Linked DNA regions of Mus musculus: regions 2, 3 and 4 are each linked to region 1. The links are chromatin contacts, called in public Micro-C and promoter capture Hi-C maps. All regions are on one chromosome and are shown on one strand. The core of a region is the stretch at or near the end of the contact, and the rest is flanking DNA. Distances in the headings are between cores, read along the strand shown. Region 1 holds the start of Slco2a1 (solute carrier organic anion transporter family, member 2a1). Region 2 holds the start of Trf (transferrin). Region 3 overlaps Rab6b (RAB6B, member RAS oncogene family). Region 4 overlaps Ryk (receptor-like tyrosine kinase).

Region 1 (2,789 bases), core at 77-2,576:
GCAACCCTCTCTCACTTAGATCTAGCACTGGTGGTACAAGAAATCTACATAGCATCAGGCACAATCCACCATGGATGGGGCCTTCTGTGTCCAGTGTACACTGTCACCTCTAACTACCTGTGTCCCACGGTGGTCCAGTGAGCCAGTCTGTCTGTACTTTTCTCTGCAGGTGAACAAAGCAACGAAGAAGTTGCCCACTGTCCAACAGCCTCTGGATTATTGCTGTGTCCAGAGTCCTTGGCCTCGCTTGCTAGTGCGTAGGAAGAAGTCCCCAGACCGACCAGACCAGAGTTGAGAAAACATCAGCCTTCAGAAATAACGAAGCAGTGGGCTCCATCCTTCACCCATATTGTTCTCCATATTGACAGCATCTTTTCCTGGGCTGGGCTGGAAGAGGTGGTTCTGCCCAAGACAATAGAGTAGGAAGCTGGAAGGGCGCCTCCTCCGAACTGCCTCAAGAGCTTTTGCGGGATCTATTTTGTCTTTTTCTGGAAAAGGCTCACCTTCTTTCCCTAAGGTCCCAGTCCAGGAGAGGAAAAAATATCTTGCTCACTCCAGCCTCGCAGAGGAGGTCAGGGTTGGGGCAATCCCTGTCAGACCAGCGCTTCCTTTTGTCCCAACCCCCAGCACTTCAGGCCAGACCCGCTGACACTCGACAGCGCCTGCAGTTTACCTTGGCTCCGGTCCAGTGAGTTTGAGCCCAGCCCTGGGGCGGCCCCCACCTCTCCACCTTGTTACGCCTTCCCACCCTCCTCTGCAGCGCAAAGAGCAGTTTAAATATAAATCAGTCCTCAGCACAAACAGAGCTTGGGCAGCGAGTCTCAGAGCCATCACCGGAACCGAGGGCCCAGGTTTGCGGAGCGAGTGCAGACACGCAGAGCCCTGCTCTGGACAACCCCAAGAGCCACAGAGACTCCTCGCTCCCTTCCATCACCCCGTGCCCCTCGAGTCCACTCTAGCTCCCCACCCCTTCCCCAGTGCCGCGCCCACCTTAAATCCCCAGGTTTCTCCTGGCCTGCAGCCTCCTGCCTCCTCCATACGCGGTCTCCTCTTCCTCGGGGACCCGCCATCTCCCCACACACTACCCCCAACCCTCAACCCTGGCCAGCAGGACCTGATAGGCAGCCAAGGCTCACCCAGCTCGAGTCCCAGAGCCTCTGGGCTTCCGCAGCCGCGACTCCAGGACCCAAGACACCTGCCTGGGGGAGGCGACAGCGGCTGGGCGGGGGCTAGCAGCACCTCTGACACCCGAGGAAGAGAGGGAGGAGAGAGAGCGCGTTTCATCATCGCTGCCACTTATAAAAACTTCTGGGCGCTCACTCTCTCGCTCAGTCTCCACGTCTCGCTCCCCATAGCCCGGCTACCGCCGCTGAAGCCTGAAGCACCCAAGTCCCGCAGAACCTGACCCCGGCCTGTCGCCACCACCTTGGCCCGGTCAGGGGACGTCGCCTCAGTCACGATGGGGCTCCTGCCCAAGCCCGGAGCACGCCAGGGCAGCGGCACCTCCTCGGTCCCAGCCAGACGTTGCTCCCGCTCGGTCTTCAACAACATTAAGGTGAGTAGTGTTGTGAGTAGTGTTCGTGTTCGGGGCAGGAGGGCGGCAGAGTGGGTGACACAACCTAGGACGTCGATGAGGCCAGTCCGGGAGCTCTGGGTTGCACCCGGCTCCCTTCTCTGTCCCCGGTGCCACATCCGTGGGGCCTGGCCCGGCGCGTGAGCGTGAGCGTGAGGGGGCGACACCTCTCTCTCTCTCTCTCTCTCTCTCTCTCTCTCTCTCTCTCTCTCTCTCTCTCTGTGTGTGTGTGTGTGTGTGTGTGTGTGTGTGTGTTGCGCGCATATGCTCATAGGCTCTCGTGGGGAGTAATAATCAGAACAGACGTAACTTTGTAAAGGGGAACTGTCCTGTTCTTCCATGGAGAAAGAACACCTCCAGGGAATTCTGTTGGGTCTCTGCTGTGGGTATGCGCTCTTCCTTAATGAGAAGGGATGCAGAGGAGTTTAGCCAGCACCTTGTGGGCAACAGGCTGTGGGCAGCCTGAGATGCAAGTCAGAGCACAGGCACCTTGTCTCAGTGGATGGTAGAAGCCTGCATTCCTTGCCTGGGTTTTCATCTTTGCAATAGTTGGGAGTCGCAGATTAGATTGCTACCTGGCTGCATAGCTCCCAGCAGTTTTGAGGATTCCCCAGCTCTCCTGGTCTCAAGAAAACAGCAGGCACTCGAGGTTTATGGAGAAAGGCCACCAGAGGTGCCTGTGGCCTGAGAGTTATGAGGAGTTAATAGAAAAAAGAGGAAGCTGTTAGCATGAGAATGCCTTCTTTGGTAAGGGTCAAAAGTAGGGTCCACTTCCCCCAGGTCTTGAAGGACCTGGAATGGTTGCGTCCTCACAATATTTGGGAGAGAGGTTCCTGAAGAAGGTATCTCCTGGAAGGGGCTAGACGACCTTGGTCAGACATCCAGGCGCCCTGGGGTCCGGCAAGCATATGGTGCAGAGAGATTATTTCCCACAATTCCTACCTTAGATGTAATGGGTGCCCAGACCTCACATGGAAGGATTGGAGAAATGTGAACAGGCTATGTGTGTCTAACGGAAAGAGACTGGGGTTTGGGGGGTGGGGTGGGGCAGAGCGAATGCCACCTGCATGTTCTGCCTCAGGCTGTTACTGGTAGAACTGGGGTTCCTCGTGGGGATCCCTCTTTTGTTACTACCACCACCACCACCATGGTTTTAAAGGGCTACCTTGATTTCCCATTGGAATATTCCTAACACAGAAAATTGGAGGTAATTGAA
Region 2 (2,789 bases), core at 130-2,629, 220 kb after region 1:
AGTGTCTTTCACTGAATCTGAGCCTTGCTGGTTCCACTAGATTGTCTGGCCAGAAAGTCCCTGGGATCTTCCTGTGTTTGCTTCCCCAGGGCACTGTGGGTTCCCTGGGATCTTCCTGTGTCTGCTTCCCCAGGGCACTGCGGTACCCAGCTTTTTACATGGTTGCTGGGGTTCTGAATTTAGGTCCTGGTGTTTGCATGCTAAGCATCTGCCCAGTTGTACCATCTCCCCAGCTGGGTCACCACTGAAATCCACACGATGGAGAGATGCCGTCTGTGGGACCTGGCACTCCTAGCTCTTGTCACATCCCTTCCCTTTCGGGCAATTCAGCAGGGCTGACTTACTGACTCAGCAAGCCCACAAATCACTAAGCATGGATCGGGGTGGGTGAGGCCAATGGACCTCAGGATGGATGAGGAAGGACAACAGGGAGACTGATCGTCCCCAGCTCCTTCCCTTTAGTTCACCGTGGCCAGAGGGATAGACGACCTCTCTAGCCTCTTCAAACTAGTTCGTCTAACTTGTAAATTTTGACCTTGGTCCGGTGTCACTGTGCATAGCCACACAAGGTGTCCTGAGCTAACAAGCACGGAAGCCTGTTTCAGGCTGACAGTTGTTAGGGATGACAAATCACTCAAACTAGACAGCCCCAACACTGTGACAAATGCTAACTACAGTCCAACTGGAGCAGGCATTTGGGTCTTTGAGACCCCCCCCCCCTCTGGTGAGGAGTCAGCAGGATGCAGGACTGGGACCTGTGACCTCACCCTCACCTGACCCTCCCAGGCATGTGCGGTAACAAGCAAGACCCGTCGCAGGAGAAATACAGGTATGATTTGAACCCCAGAATTCTGGCTTCAAATCCCACACCCTAGTCTAAGCCACCAGCGCCAAAGGCATCCAAGGAGGCATCAGACAAAGGAGAGATAGCAGGATTAGATCTCAGGAAGTTGTGACTACCACACCATGCTGTTTGGACTATACTGAGGCCCCGGGATAGCGCCTGGGTAAACTGGTTAAAAGTTTTCTAACATCGCGTATACCATATCTTCAAATTACTGGACATAGGGGAGACAGCGTGATGAGGATAGTGAAAGGTAGAGACTGAATCAGAGCCCCAGATGCATGTGGATCCACGTTGTTCCTACGCTATGGAAGATGAAGATACCACAGAGAAGAAGCAAGGGGCTGGAAGCTGGGACTTCCAGCTTTAGCTCCTAAGGGTTGCATACATAGCCAGCCAGTCATCCCCTGCACGCACACTCACCCAGGGCAGCGCAGGCCAGCAGGGCACCCACGGTGAGCCTCATCCTCTCGGTGTGTGTGTGGCGAGGAGCGGGGAGTACAGACCGACCCGCTTCTGCGCCGCCTGCCCGTGGCCCGCTCGCCTTTATGCACGGAGGGAGGGGGCCGGCTGGGCGCAATCTTTGACCTCTTGTGTTTGCGCAGTCCAATTGCCCAATCACCCCGCATCCACCCCCTTCCTTTCTTGCCCTGATGATCACCTCATTTCCTGAGCTGTGGGACAGAACTGCGCATGGAATCCACTACCACGACAATCACACACACACACACACACACACACACACACACACACTCACTCAAAAAGCCTGTGTTTAGAAGGAAGCTAAAAGCAGAACCCACTCTTTGTTATCACTGCCTGGAGCAGCATGGTACAGCTGCTTGGGCGGGAGTGGCTTGCTCCCGGGTGCCAGGGCTTCTACTTGCCAACAGCTTCATCAACCTTATAGGGGGGCGGGGGGGGAGACTGAGGCTTGAGCGGAAGGGAAACTGCCTAGGACGGCAGACTAGAACCGGAGAAGGAACCTAACTGGGAAACTTGGCTCAGGTCAGAGAGGCAGCACGCCATGATCCCAGCAACAGTCCGGGGGCAGCTCTCCCTCCCTCTATCCCTGCCAGGCCTGGCCTGCTCTGGAGCTGAAAGCTTCCTGCCCTTGAGCTTCTGGTGAGACAATCCGGGCTAGAAACAGTCACAGGGACAAGAAACTCTCTCCCACTGCCAGGAAGTGGTCAAACTGTGAGGCTCAGAACAAAGGGCCAGTGTAAGCATAAAGAGGATGCTTCCTTTTTTTTGTTGTTGTTATTTTATTTATTTACATTTCAAATGTTATCCTCCTCTGAAAAAAACGCTCTATCCCATTCCCCTTCCCCTGCTTCTATGAGGGTGCTCCCCCACCTCTCACCCCCTCCACCCCAACTTATCTACCCACTCCTGCCTCACCTTCCTAGCATCCCCTTACACTGGGGCATCCATCCACAGGACCAAGGGGCTCTCCTTCTATTGATGCCATTAATAAGGCCATCCTCTCCTACATATGCAGCTGGAGCCATGGGACGGTCCTTCCATGTGTACTCTTTGGTTGGTGGTTTAGTCCCTGGGAGCTGGGGGGGGGTGTCTGGTTGGTTGATATTGTTGTTCTTCCTATGGGTTTGCAAACCCCTTCAGCTCCTTCAGTCCTTGGCCTAACTCCTCCATTGGGGTGCTAGTCTGATGGTTGGCTTTGAGCATCCACCAGTCTGATGGTTGGCTTTGGCTTCCTTGGCATCCTGATACCCCTGATTAAGTAGTCACCAAACTGCTTTGACTGCATTCATCACAGAAACGTTTCGCTTGCACCCTCCATACGTGCCGCCGTTTCAACTCTCACTAGAGTTGTGCATTTCAATCCTGTACATGGACTGGAAGATTCTGAAATGATGAAGTCAAAAAAAAATGGGCATTTGAAAATGTCCCTCTGGGTATATCACCAAGTGTACTATCCCAGGCT
Region 3 (2,789 bases), core at 190-2,689, 170 kb after region 1:
TATACCATACTTGGGGGTCAACAGGGTCTGGTAGAGTACATCCAGGGTAGTCTGGCGTAGGGATCTGTGAGGCAACCAAAGGAAGAAGAAGATGAGAGTGGGGAGAGGTTGTGGGGATTCAGAGAAGTGGCTGAGGATATTGTGGTCAAGTAAAGGCACAGGGCAGACAGGCATGACTAGGAAAGAATGTGTAAAAAATGGTCAGCCAAGGATATAGGAAAGTGGCATAGTCGGCATGAAAGGAGGGGATCCCATCCATCCTCATAGCAGAAACTGATGAAGGAACAGCGGGATCCGAGTGGGAGGTCAAGACAGAGAAGGTAGCCCCATGTCCACCCGGAAGGTCATGGCACATTACCCTAGGATCTGCAAGAGTGACAGGAGCCCTCGAGTCTGGGTGCCATCAATCCTGTGCCAGGCCGAGGAGCCCTAAGGCAGGAAGAGTTTGTGCTACCTGCACTGATGGCTCTGGACCTTCGTGACCTGGCCCAGAGGACAAGCCCACACTGGGGCATTCTGACTTCCAGTGGTAGGGCAGTGAGCAGACAGCATGGGTTGCTGAGGGCTGGGGCAGTTGTGGGATCAGTGGCTTTGCTGGCCGCATTTGAAACAGGCCCTTGTTGGAGTTGACATTGACGGGATGGGGTCTGCGGGATTGCCAGTGGCCTCAGGTCAGTTGCCAAGTCTTAGGCTTGGAGTGCAACCTTTTGCTGTAGCTGAGCCTGTCGGGAAGACTCAGTTGCCTCCCCTTGGGCATCGAATACCTTAAAAGCCATCTTTACCAATTCCTGTACGGGGGTTTGGGAACTATCTTCAGTCTCTCCCCGCCCCCTCCGAATATCTGAAGATGACTGGGAAATAAAATGGGTAGCCAGGACTGTAGCCCCTGCCGGGGAGGCCTGGTCAAGGCAGATGTGTAGACCATGGTTTGTTGTAACCAGTTTTTTAATGGCCAGGATTTCATTAGCTTCCTGTGTAATTTTGCAGAGATTGCCAAAAGTCAACAATCTTATTTGAGACCATTTCCATTCCCTGAAGGAGACAATGGACCGTACTCTAATCGGTGGTCAATGTGACCTGGCTAATAATTCCACTTAGGCTCTGTGGTCAGCACCGTTGTGTCACTCACAGGGACTGTATTGTCCACTAGGTGGCCCTGGTCTGCATACTGTCTGCCTGCAGCCTGAACCTGTCCATGTTCCTCAGGAGTGAGGGTAGAGCCTGAATGACATAAAGATCGTGGAGTTAGGTCATAGTCCTGACAAAGGAAGCAGAACTCTTTAATATAGGCAGATGGGATGGCAGAGAAGGGGCCTCTCCACTTTTCAGTCTGGGAGAAGTCTTGAAGGGAGAAAGGAACATGAACTCCCACAGCTGTTTCTGCTCCGGCCACCTCCTGGGAGGGCAGAAGAGCTTTGGAGTATTGAGACTGCATAGGAGAGGCTACAGGGGAGGGTTCAGGGGAAGTGAGCCAGGGAGTGCATGGGGATCAGGGTGTGGGTTGACCCCTAGGTGGAGCCTGTGTTGGTAATGAAGGAGGAGGGACAATGGGAGGAGAGAGGAGGGGAGGGACAAGGGGGACAAGAGTTAGGGGGAGGAAGTTAATTGTCCTTGGCTTTTGTCTCAGAGGGAGGGGAAGAAAAAGGGGTGGGTACCAGGGAGAAGGCTAGCCAATAGGCGGGTTATCAATGGTGTAGGAAGGAGGAAGGAAGGAGGAAGGAGCAGGTATAGGGAGGAAGGTTGGCCAATAGACTCAAGCTTATGGTGCTATAGGAGTGGGAGTAGTAGACAGGGCTGGGGAAGGGGTTGGTGTGCCCATGATTCAAGTGGTCCCGCCAGGGTAAAGGGTGTCTTGTAGTCCAAGTCCCCAGATGAATGTGTGTCTGGAGGTGTCACAGCCTTGGCCAACAAGACTTGAGCCATTGAACACTGACTACAGAAGGGCGGAAGTGCAGTTCCCAAAACATTTGTACATAGGGGAGCTCAGGCCATCTGTCCATATGCCAGCAGAAAATTTCAAGATCATGAAGGATGTTAAGTCAGTAGTACCTCCTGGTGGCCATTTGGACTCACTGTCCAAGGCGTATTGTGGCCAAGCCACAGAATGAAGAGGAACTTAGGGTCCAAGACAGCCCCAACTTGGATAAATTGCATAACCGCCACCACATGGGCTACTGAAGATTGGGTTTAAACTTGGCGTTGTCTTCTCCCGGACTTGCCAATGATGCAGCGACCCATATGATAGACTGGGATCGAAGAGTGTGGGGTGGAGAAACCTTGGAAAGGACGTCTCTGAATCCAAGGCCTCCCTAGAACAAAACGAATCCAAAGCCTGCCTGGAACAAAGACTGAGTCTTTGCTCTGAATGGACAGGCTTGTCCTGGCTCGGCCGAGACTTGTCAGGGGATCCCTAGCTTGGTCCTGAACCTGGAAGAGGCACCCGGTACCTGTTAGGCTGTGGCTGGGAAGTGGCTCTCATTGAGTAGAGAGAGGGAGAGAAGTGGTCCCCACATGGCCTGAGGCCTGACCCACTGGACTGGGGGCCCAGCTTCTCCCAATTCTTCAGAATCATAATAGGTTTCTCCACCAACGAAATGAACCAATTCAAGCCAACTCAAAAGTATAAAGGCGGGCTTATTAAGAGGCAGCTCTCCAATCTCATAGGTGGAGGTCAGTGAAGACACACATCAGTCAGGGCTAAAGCAAGGGGAGTTTAGGGGCACAGGGAGATGATGTGTGAGCTAAGAGCTGGGATTATGCCTGTATAAGGTAAAGCATATTAGCCCAGA
Region 4 (2,789 bases), core at 161-2,660, 150 kb before region 1:
TTCACCCTTGCGCATGCGAGCTGTATGGCTTTGCAAGTGCCCTTTGGTAAAGACAGAGAAAGTGTCTGTCCGTTTACTATTTGTTGTCTGTTTTTATCCGTATAGATTTTCAATCTGATATGCCATCACTGTTTCGTTTCAAAACAGGGTCTCGTGTTGCCCTGGTTGGCCTCAACCTTGTTAAATAGCTGAGGATGACTTTGAACCCCTGAACTTGCAGCACTTTGCCTGTGCTGGAGTCACTGGTGTGAGTCACCACACCCGCCTTCGTTGTTTTCCCTTTTCTACTAATGTGGTGACTCACTGACTTCTTAGCGGTCACTTGGTTATGCTGCGCTTCCCCTTTTTCATGCTTTTCGTGGCTTATGATTGTCCGTACGTCTGCCCGTTGGGTATGGGGCTGTTAGTCTGTGGCTGGGGCTCTTGGCTTTTGCTTTCTGTGTAGGAAGCTTTGCTTGGTACAGTGCTGCATCTTTTGTGTGTAGAGGATCTCAGTTGTAAGTTTTGTTACCTGAGTCGTTTCACCTTGAGCTATAGTTGTGTGTTGTCATTCTGCCTCATGAGTCTTTTTCTTTTTGTTACTTGACATATTTCTGAACTTTGTTTTAATCAATCTCTCTAGACTAACTATCTCAGGCTTGAGTGAATTTTTGTAAAAGGTTTATTATTTTTATGTGTATAAGTGTTTTGCCTGCGTGTGTGTGTGTGTGTGTGTGTGTGTGTGTGTGTGTGCGCGCACCTCATGTGTGCAGTGCCCACAGAAGTCAGGGAGGGTTTAATCTCTGGGACTGTAATGAATTGTTGGGAGGTGCCATGTGGGTGCTGGGAATCAAACTCAGGCCCTTGGCAGAGAAGTCAGTACTCTTAGTTGCCACGCCATCTCTCCAGCCCCTTAAATGAATTTAAACTGTATTATTGTGATTACTGATGTTTTCTTTGAATTCATTTTCCTTTTCCATTCAATCTTTCCATCTTCCTGCCTCCTCTACATCTTTCTCTAACAACACCAGCCCCCCCCCCCCCCATGTTCCTTAGCATTTTCTGCCTTCAGCAGGCAGAGCCTTCTGCACAGGCTTCCAGCTCGCCCATGTTGTATCTGGCACCCTGCGCATGATGCATAAAACAGTGCTACACAGATCTCGTTTTTTGACTTATCATATCTGGGTCCGAAATGAAGGAGCTTTGACAGATAAGCTGTCTGTGGCAGAGCTGTTGGTCTCTCTCTGTGTACTGAGGGGTCTGAGGTATCCAGGTGACCTCCTTCATGGATGTGCCATTTAAGTTTCTGTTTGTCCTGTCTGAGCACTAGGGACATCTGGACTAAACTTTAACAGTAACCATGTTTAAAGGGAGTTAACAGGCCCCTGTTCTCTCCGTTCTTTGGCTCTTTGCCTGTCTCTAACACTTGCTGATAATACCTCCTTCCCCCTTTTGTCTCAGTGCCCAGGACTCAAGGTCACTGACTTGGTCGCATCAGTCATTAGCTTTGTCATTACTGGTGTTTTCTTTTCCTTTTTGTTTTTTGGGTTTTTATTATCATTATTATCTGACATCTTTTTCACAGTAGGTTGATTTTCCACCGAAGGCAGTCCTTAAAGGTTTTCTTCAGAGCCTGGATAGATGGCTTCGCAGTTAAGAACACAGACCCACATGTAGCTCACAGCCTTCTGCAACTTCAGTGCAGGTAGTCTCCCTCCTTTTTGAATCGAAGTGTGGGCCAGCAGTCGAGAAGGATTTATGTTTCTTCTTCTGTGCTCTTTGGAGAGGCACCGAATCTAGAAGGCAGAGTGGTTTCAGGTGGTCCTGGCACGGCTGTCTCAGAGGGGGAGCTAGGTTTTGAGTGCCAGTTTCTCTGTGGGCTGTGGAAGCTGTAGCATCCTGCTTCACAAGGCAGCTCACATGCCACACAGGCCGCAGCTTCACGGCACCGCACACTTGTGCGTCAGTGCATGCTCTCTGCCCTCTGCAAGAATCTGTGACACGGAAGACATTTGGATGGCTAACTACGTTTCCTTCTTTCCCCCCTAGGTCTTGATGCAGAGCTTTACTATGTGAGAAATGACCTCATCAGTCACTACGCTCTGTCCTTTAACCTGCTAGTGCCCAGTGAGACAAACTTCCTGCACTTCACTTGGCATGCAAAGTCCAAGGTAAGCGCTGCCGGCAGACCACGTGACAGGTCACCCAGTCTGCAGAGGCGAGGGCTGTCCCTGAGGATGGGCCTTCCTCTCCACAGAAGGGTCAGTGGTGGTATAGAGCACTGGGTCTTTTCAGGTGTATAGCTGACAGATACAGTCTTGAGCCTGCTCCTCTGAAAGTTTAGATTTAGGTGGCTGCCAGGTGGGTGACCAGCGCATCACAGGGCTGGGTCCTTTGAGGCTTTTGCAGGGAGATCTGTACCCAGGAAAAAAGAGAGTTGGATCTGATGGTGACCCTGCTGTTACAGAGAAGCCATATGTGGCTGGAGGATGGGTGAGTGGCTGGGGAGGAGCATGGCTGAGCTGGCTGGCTCTTCCACACACACTTGGTGACTTGAACGTAAGTTTCCCATTTACTGTTCTGAGTCCCCCTGGTAACCATAGATACTGAAGCGGGGAGGGGGGTGCTTATCAACTTCTGCCATTTGTGTATTGGTGAATTCTTCACCTCTGACTGCCAAGGAACCTTACATGCTTGTCTCCCAGATTTGCCAGATGATACTGTTTGTACCCTTTACTCCCCTCCCTGCCTGCCTATGAATCCTTGAGCTGTTTCAAAGTGCATTGAACGCATCATGTCCTCTCTCTCCT

Evidence for each region. Promoter capture Hi-C pulls out the DNA fragments that hold promoters and counts their contacts. A called contact is a pair of places that touch in the nucleus more often than the background predicts. Capture Hi-C pulls out chosen DNA fragments and counts their contacts.
Region 2: a contact with region 1 is called in a promoter capture Hi-C map of adipose tissue. The contact joins the promoter of Trf here to the promoter of Slco2a1 in region 1. A contact is called at or near these places in 1 of 484 Hi-C or Micro-C datasets (embryonic stem cells), 2 of 115 datasets of contacts at active chromatin or transcription factors (both in embryonic stem cells) and 2 of 9 other capture datasets (adipose tissue and pancreatic islet).
Region 3: a contact with region 1 is called in a Micro-C map of trophoblast stem cells, with 2.6 times the contacts expected there. The contact joins the enhancer-like site here to the promoter of Slco2a1 in region 1. A contact is called at or near these places in 8 of 39 promoter capture datasets (3T3-L1-derived adipocytes, HPC-7-derived erythroid cells, cranial neural crest and 5 more), 13 of 484 Hi-C or Micro-C datasets (the C2C12 cell line, the CH12 cell line, astrocytes and 8 more), 1 of 115 datasets of contacts at active chromatin or transcription factors (embryonic stem cells) and 1 of 9 other capture datasets (pancreatic islet).
Region 4: a contact with region 1 is called in a promoter capture Hi-C map of liver. The contact joins the enhancer-like site here to the promoter of Slco2a1 in region 1. A contact is called at or near these places in 2 of 39 promoter capture datasets (liver and stem cell-derived epiblast-like cells), 2 of 115 datasets of contacts at active chromatin or transcription factors (pancreatic cancer cells and trophoblast stem cells) and 1 of 9 other capture datasets (adipose tissue).

Annotation. Positions count from the first base shown.
Region 1 is chr9:103,007,161-103,009,949 of GRCm38.p6, forward strand. Slco2a1 (solute carrier organic anion transporter family, member 2a1) reads left to right here and starts at 1,327. Exons shown (of 14, transcript NM_033314.4): 1 at 1,327-1,555. The coding sequence starts at 1,460.
Region 2 is chr9:103,228,907-103,231,695 of GRCm38.p6, forward strand. Trf (transferrin) reads right to left here and starts at 1,380. Exons shown (of 17, transcript NM_133977.2): 1 at 1,268-1,380. The coding sequence starts at 1,310.
Region 3 is chr9:103,173,817-103,176,605 of GRCm38.p6, forward strand. All of the region lies in intron 7 of Rab6b (RAB6B, member RAS oncogene family), which reads left to right. Among named protein-coding and RNA genes, the nearest start is that of Srprb, 27 kb to the right of the region's middle. Within about 2 kb of position 1,440, at least 15 of the 459 cell types and tissues checked have an H3K27ac peak or open chromatin away from gene starts, as enhancers often do. A contact at or near this core is called in trophoblast stem cells, where this site is marked.
Region 4 is chr9:102,859,846-102,862,634 of GRCm38.p6, forward strand. It overlaps Ryk (receptor-like tyrosine kinase), which reads left to right. Exons shown (of 15, transcript NM_013649.3): 2 at 2,029-2,150. Among named protein-coding and RNA genes, the nearest start is that of Ryk, 26 kb to the left of the region's middle. Within about 2 kb of position 1,411, at least 52 of the 459 cell types and tissues checked have an H3K27ac peak or open chromatin away from gene starts, as enhancers often do. A contact at or near this core is called in liver and trophoblast stem cells, where this site is marked.